Linked DNA regions of Siniperca chuatsi: region 2 is linked to region 1. Evidence: chromatin contacts called from public Hi-C data. All regions are on one chromosome and are shown on one strand. The core of a region is the stretch at or near the end of the contact, and the rest is flanking DNA. Distances in the headings are between cores, read along the strand shown.

The links. Hi-C and Micro-C count contacts between places; a contact is called where the count stands out from the background.
Region 2: a Hi-C map of skeletal muscle shows a contact between it and region 1, with 6 times the contacts expected there. The contact joins two enhancer-like sites. A contact is called at or near these places in 2 of 3 Hi-C or Micro-C datasets (skeletal muscle and an unstated tissue).

Annotation. Positions count from the first base shown.
Region 1 is chrLG3:12,009,917-12,012,914 of ASM2008510v1, forward strand. It overlaps fam13a (protein FAM13A), which reads left to right. Exons shown (of 24, transcript XM_044190835.1): 5 at 2,796-2,943. Among protein-coding and RNA genes, the nearest start is that of fam13a, 15 kb to the left of the region's middle. Within about 2 kb of position 1,660, the one cell type or tissue checked has an H3K27ac peak away from gene starts, as active enhancers do.
Region 2 is chrLG3:12,047,278-12,050,066 of ASM2008510v1, forward strand. It overlaps fam13a (protein FAM13A), which reads left to right. Exons shown (of 24, transcript XM_044190835.1): 15 at 1,582-1,741. Among protein-coding and RNA genes, the nearest start is that of herc3, 48 kb to the right of the region's middle. Within about 2 kb of position 1,469, the one cell type or tissue checked has an H3K27ac peak away from gene starts, as active enhancers do.

The DNA.
Region 1 (2,998 bases), core at 410-2,909:
AATGCTCCATAGAGCTGAAGAGAAACTGAGGAGTCGGGTGATAATTCTCTGTGGGGTGGTCACTACAAGCGACACCTTTCACGTTACACAATCATTTGATCCATTGTTGATATAAAAGCTTTAAGGATGGTCTTGGGCTGTGAATTCTGAAAGCTTGAGATTGCAGCATGTGATGAAGCAACAACAATAATAATTGTAGTAAAAACAGTAAGATATCTAACTTATTGCATAAATTCATAGAGTAAAGTCATTTTAAAATGCTAAAGGTGTACCAGTCAAAGTGTAAGCGCCTTATACAGTACTTGTACTATTATCATACTCACAGTCTCATTTCCAATAACTGGGTTAGGGTTAAATTAATGCCTCAGTCTCACATTGGTTGATGGTGATTGACACTCAAGGGTATAGGAGGCAACTTGACTTAACTAAACTAACAAATTCATCAAAATTTGCAGTCCTTTATACAGACCTACTTCAATGTGTTCATATCCTTGAAGAACATAACTGACATTCCTGAAAGTTTTGGCAAGTTTGGTGTGTTCACTGTGACCTTTACAAAACCTGTTTGTTGCAGTCTAACAGAGTAAGACAACCTTAGTCTGGGGAAAAAATAGGCAGACAAACAGTCATGATAGCTGAAGCTGACAGATTCGATCATCTTTCCCCTATTTCAGTTTAGTGAGTCAGATATTAAACATCGGTCTCATGTGTCAGAGCAGCAGGATGGGTAGAATGATTCCACCCTTACAACATGCAGTACATATTGAGTAAGATAATAACCCACAAGACAAGTTTACTCCACAGACATTGCAGCTGTTTTTCTAAATTTGTAAAGACCAAATAAAAGTTTTTACTTGAAACAGAATATATGTCTTGACTTTTCAGAATGGGAGAAAATCTTTAGCTTTGCAGTGTAGCCAATATTGGGGGAACATCTAAGTAGGTTAATAAAGAAAAAAGAAGACACATGTATACTTAAAAACACAAATGAATCTGAGTATTAAATTAAGTATTAAAATAAAAGTTATAGTACATATTGAGCACATGGCTGCTGTGAAGTCTCTGTCTCTGTCAAAATATTTGGCCAGCAGGTGGTGCTGTAGCTTATTTAGTGAATCAGAATCAGAAATACTTTATTGATCCCCAAGGGGAAACTCTTTCATTACAGCTGCTCACTATCACGTCAATGCACACAGGTTTAGAAGTACCAAGCAAATCAAAATATAATACAGGTAGATAAATTAAGTACAAAGTCGATGTAAGTATAAAAGCTAAAATAAGTGTGATTAGAGGTTGATAAGTATGTACGATATAATACAATGTAATAATATAAGTAATAAGTAATAGTGCAATAATGAGTACTGTCAAGTTAAGTGTAGCTTATTAAGATGTTTATTAGACGGTGGATATTGCACAGCAGTAATAGAAGCATGAATAAATATCAATAAATAGGGAATTTAAAACTGAAAACAGAGAATATTGCACAGCAGTATTAAACAGAGAATATTGCACAATATTTCAAGTACTGCAGCGATGTTAATGATCCAATGTCCAGTTTAGTGACTTAAGGTCATACAGACTGACACTTAGAGGGAGGAGTTAAAGAGTTTGATGGCCACCGGCAGGAATGACTTCCTGTGGCGCTCTGTGGTGCATTTTGGGGGGATGAGACCTTCGCTGAAGGTGCTCCTTTGCTTGACCAGCACGTCATGGAGCGGGTGGGAGACACTGTCCGAGATGGTATGTAGTTTGGCCAGCATCCTCCTCTCTGACACCACCGACAGAGAGTCCAGCTCCACCCCCACAATGTCACTGGCCTTACGGATCAGTTTGTTGAGCCTGTTAGCGTCCGCTACCCTCAGCCTGCTGCCCCAGCATGCAACAGCATACAGGATAGCACTGGCCACCACAGAAGATAAAATCATGAGTGTGAAATCTGCTAGTAATACTTAAATTACATTACATTGCTCATAAATGTCTCATTAATAAGCTTCTTTACATTTTGTCAGACACGTCTTTATACTGCTCTGACTAACTGATTGAAAAAGAACTGACTGATTTCATCGGTGGTTCAAAAATGAATAAAAGATGTCAATGCACCTTTTGATCTACATGAACCTCTGGAATCAGATTTTTGACTCTTCAAAGTCTGACATTATATTAATTTAAAGGTCACATGCTATAGGTTAAGAACACTAATTGAGTCTAGTGAACAATTTTGAAATAAATGTCAAATGACATATAAGAAATGGTTGATGTTAAATGTGTTTTCAAGTGTTACTATGATGTTGTCATAAATAAATAATAACATCAGTGGCTTCATGTGCCTCCCTGCAGCTGCTGAGCTAAGTACCTCTGTTCTCACTAGTCTATTTATGATTGGCTTACTGGGCAGTGAGATTCAAATCATACTGGTGAGCATCTCCAGTAATAAACTGGGGTGTTCAGGCTAGGAAACCCTGCCAGGTAAAAGATCAGGTCTCACTGGACAGAATAGAGAAGAAGAAACTGTACTGGATACTCTGTCATACTGTACAACCCGTTCTCATCATCAGAAGCTGTACTTGTGCGTGTGTGTTGAAGTTATATAATTAGTACTACAGTTAAGCCCTAAAGCCAAGTGTACATATCACATAGTTGTTCAGTAGCATCAGACCTTAGACTTACTAGGGCAACTGAATTCTGCTTTGTTGATCAAGTCGACTAACTGCTACTGTCATGTTTAAAGAATTTGATGAAATCTCATCGGTTTGCTTTTAATTTTTTATTTTTTGTCTCTTCTCCCTCTCTTCCAGTGTGGCTCCTGGTTTCGAAGCAATGAAGGACCAAAATATCTGTAACAAGATCATGGTCAAGCTTATCCAGAACTACAGCAATATATTTGAGACAGACAGAAACGGAGAAGGCTGCACAGGAGAACAGTCAACCCTTATTTTTGTCAAGGTGTGGTATACCCATAGGAACACCAGGTGCTAATGTTTATATGAAATAGATCCGT
Region 2 (2,789 bases), core at 219-2,718, 37 kb after region 1:
CTTTTGTTTCTCCTCAAGGAAAGCAAAGCATGATCCTACTTAACTGACCAGTAGCCACTGAGTGTTTGCTGGTGTACACTATTAGTTCTTGAATGACAACAACCACAGAGACAGATTTCTAAAAAAAAAAAAAAAAAAACAGTCTAAAAATCATATTCAGAGAACATTTATTAATATTCACATCCATATGTCATATTGTTTGCTCACACAGACACACTAGACCTTTGTTAGTTCCTGATTTGTTCCTTATTTGTGCTCTCATAATTACTCTGAATTTTGTGTACTTCAGTTTGAAGTATTACTTCTGTGTTTGTTTCTTTGACTGGTGATTTGTTTGTGTGCACATTGGGTCTAGAAGCTGATACAACTGAGCATGTCATTGCTCTGAATGTTATTTAGAGGATCTGTGATAAGGGGACCTTGAATGTTGATTGAGTGAGCTGATAAAGTATGTACTTAAACAGTGACGGTAAGTGCTACTTAGGGGAAATTTCTGCTATTAGTCGCTCACAGCCTGCACGTTCTCCGGGCACTAATACCACTTTGTATCCTACGTGATTCATATCACATCAAAGTTATTGTGCGTGTAACAGCTGAACACCTTAGACTAATTATGCTGTTGTACCGTAATCTCTCATGAACCAGGCAACAACGACAACAACTTAGTGTCATTAACAAAAAAAAAAAACAAGGGCTGTTGTAACCATATTCAAGTGCACCCCTTCCTGTAAGTCGTCTGTGGCATTTATGAGATCTAGTAGCCGTTTGCCTTGATCTGTTTTCCCTAAAAATAGCTTGGTCCCACGCCCGGAGGAAATGGGACCCCATGGGCTTAGTGCTAAGTGAGCAATGGACACGTTCTAAATACATGACCAGCTGAGTATGTTGTCTCCCCAAATTATTTACATGATACTAGAATTTGATTACACAGCTTTGATCGTGGATAAGCAAAGTGGAGTTTGAGAAAGTTTGAGACAGAAGGAGAGAGACGAGAAGCTGATGAATGATGGCTAAACAATGGGAGGAAATAGAAGAAATAATGAGGTGCTGGAGGAGAATGCTTGCATGTAATATCTCGTCGTTTGTCTACAGAGAGAGACAGATAGGGAGAGAAAAAAAAAACATCCAGTCAGCCTACGTGTGCTGGCTCACAATCTGCTTGCTTTTTCTTTCCCTCCCTTTCTCTCTCTAACAACCCATCCACCCCTCCCTTCTGTTCTTGCTGCTGTGAAACAAACAAGTCCAGAGCCGAGTTAGGGTGGGGAATATATGCATGTCAGGCAGGAGAAAAAGCAAGGAGGACTTCTGTAGAGAGAAAACAAGATAGGGAGAGGGGGAGGGGTGAGGGATTCCAGTGGGTGAAAGATGAGGCGGAGCCAGTTCCCTCCTGCTCTCTCAGACACAGCCAAAGACAAATGGGCGGATGTTTTGGGCTCTGAGGCAGCCAATCGCGAGCAGGGAACAGCCCTCTCTGTTAGGGCAGGGCCAGTCTGAGGGAGTGTGTGGCTCAACTTAAAGAGTGTGTTCACAGGCTGGTCATCGTCGTTGAGCGCTCTTTTCTTTTCGCTCATGGTTGTGCAGACATTAAGGATGAAGATCCAGGAGTCGCCCGTCACTTGTGACACGGGGAGGGTCGGCGGCGGAGATGTGCGAGGCTCGGACCCGGACTGTGAGAGGACGAGCCATGAGGACGTGCCCCGGCTGGACCTGACAGCACTGACTGAAGACAACAACTGGGGAGGTGAGGCTATAGGCCATCCTACTGTTGTTTTCATGCTTAGATTTTTCTCTTACATGCAATACCTAATTTCTAAATAGGTCTAATACTATCTGGAATATATATCTTTTCATACAAACACACACACCCAGACAACCCACTTGCTGCCCTCCACCCAGCTCTGCACATGGGTGTCTGGGTAGCAGCTGCACACCTTCTGCTGCCTCTTCTCTTCCTCCTCCTCCTCCACCTCCTATCGATGCAGCTCCTTCTGCCTCTCCTCCTGGATTTAATTGAAAAAGATCCTCTTAAGTTCTCTAGCCACCTATATCTGGAGGAGAAACACTCACTGGAGACGTGCTTGTTTGCTTGGCTGGCAAGATAAGGCAGCACTGTAAACAGTTTGTTGTTTTGTTGCTGGTGAATTAGACCACATAAGGATCTTGAATCTTGTATTAATCTCTCAGTAGAAAATATGAAGGTGTAGCTAAGTTTAGAGCTCCTCCTGTGGTTGAAGAGCAAACAGTGGGTTTTACCAGGATGTATCAGGTACTTGGCAATCGCTAGCACTGAATTAGTTCCAGACTCAGCTGCTGCTGTAATTCAGTCAAAAATCAATCATTAAGGGGGAGGTTGAATGGTGATAACAGTGTACCAGTCAACTGGCTGTAGAAACTTGGCTTGCATTCAAAGAGTTTATCGATCCTGAGACGTGTGCTCCATTTTAAAAAGTCTCCTTTGCTCTGTCACTCCAGGAATAGTGATGGTGATGTCTGTGCATGTGCAATCAATGGCATCTTTCCCTTTATTAATCAAATTTAAATGAAATATGTCTGGTTAATTTATTGATGCTGGCCTATCAAGTGTAATTTCTAATGCATAAAAAGTCACGAGCATTGCATTGTTCACATGTCCCTCCCTCCCCCTTTTTGTTGTCAGACCTCTTCTGAGTTTGTTATTAATGTGTTTATGCAGTGTTGCCGTTAGTGCAGAAAGGAAATCATGCACAATCACCATGCACTGAGACTGTGATTGTTTTGTTAGGACGTTGCGAAACAGTGGAGGTGGGTGA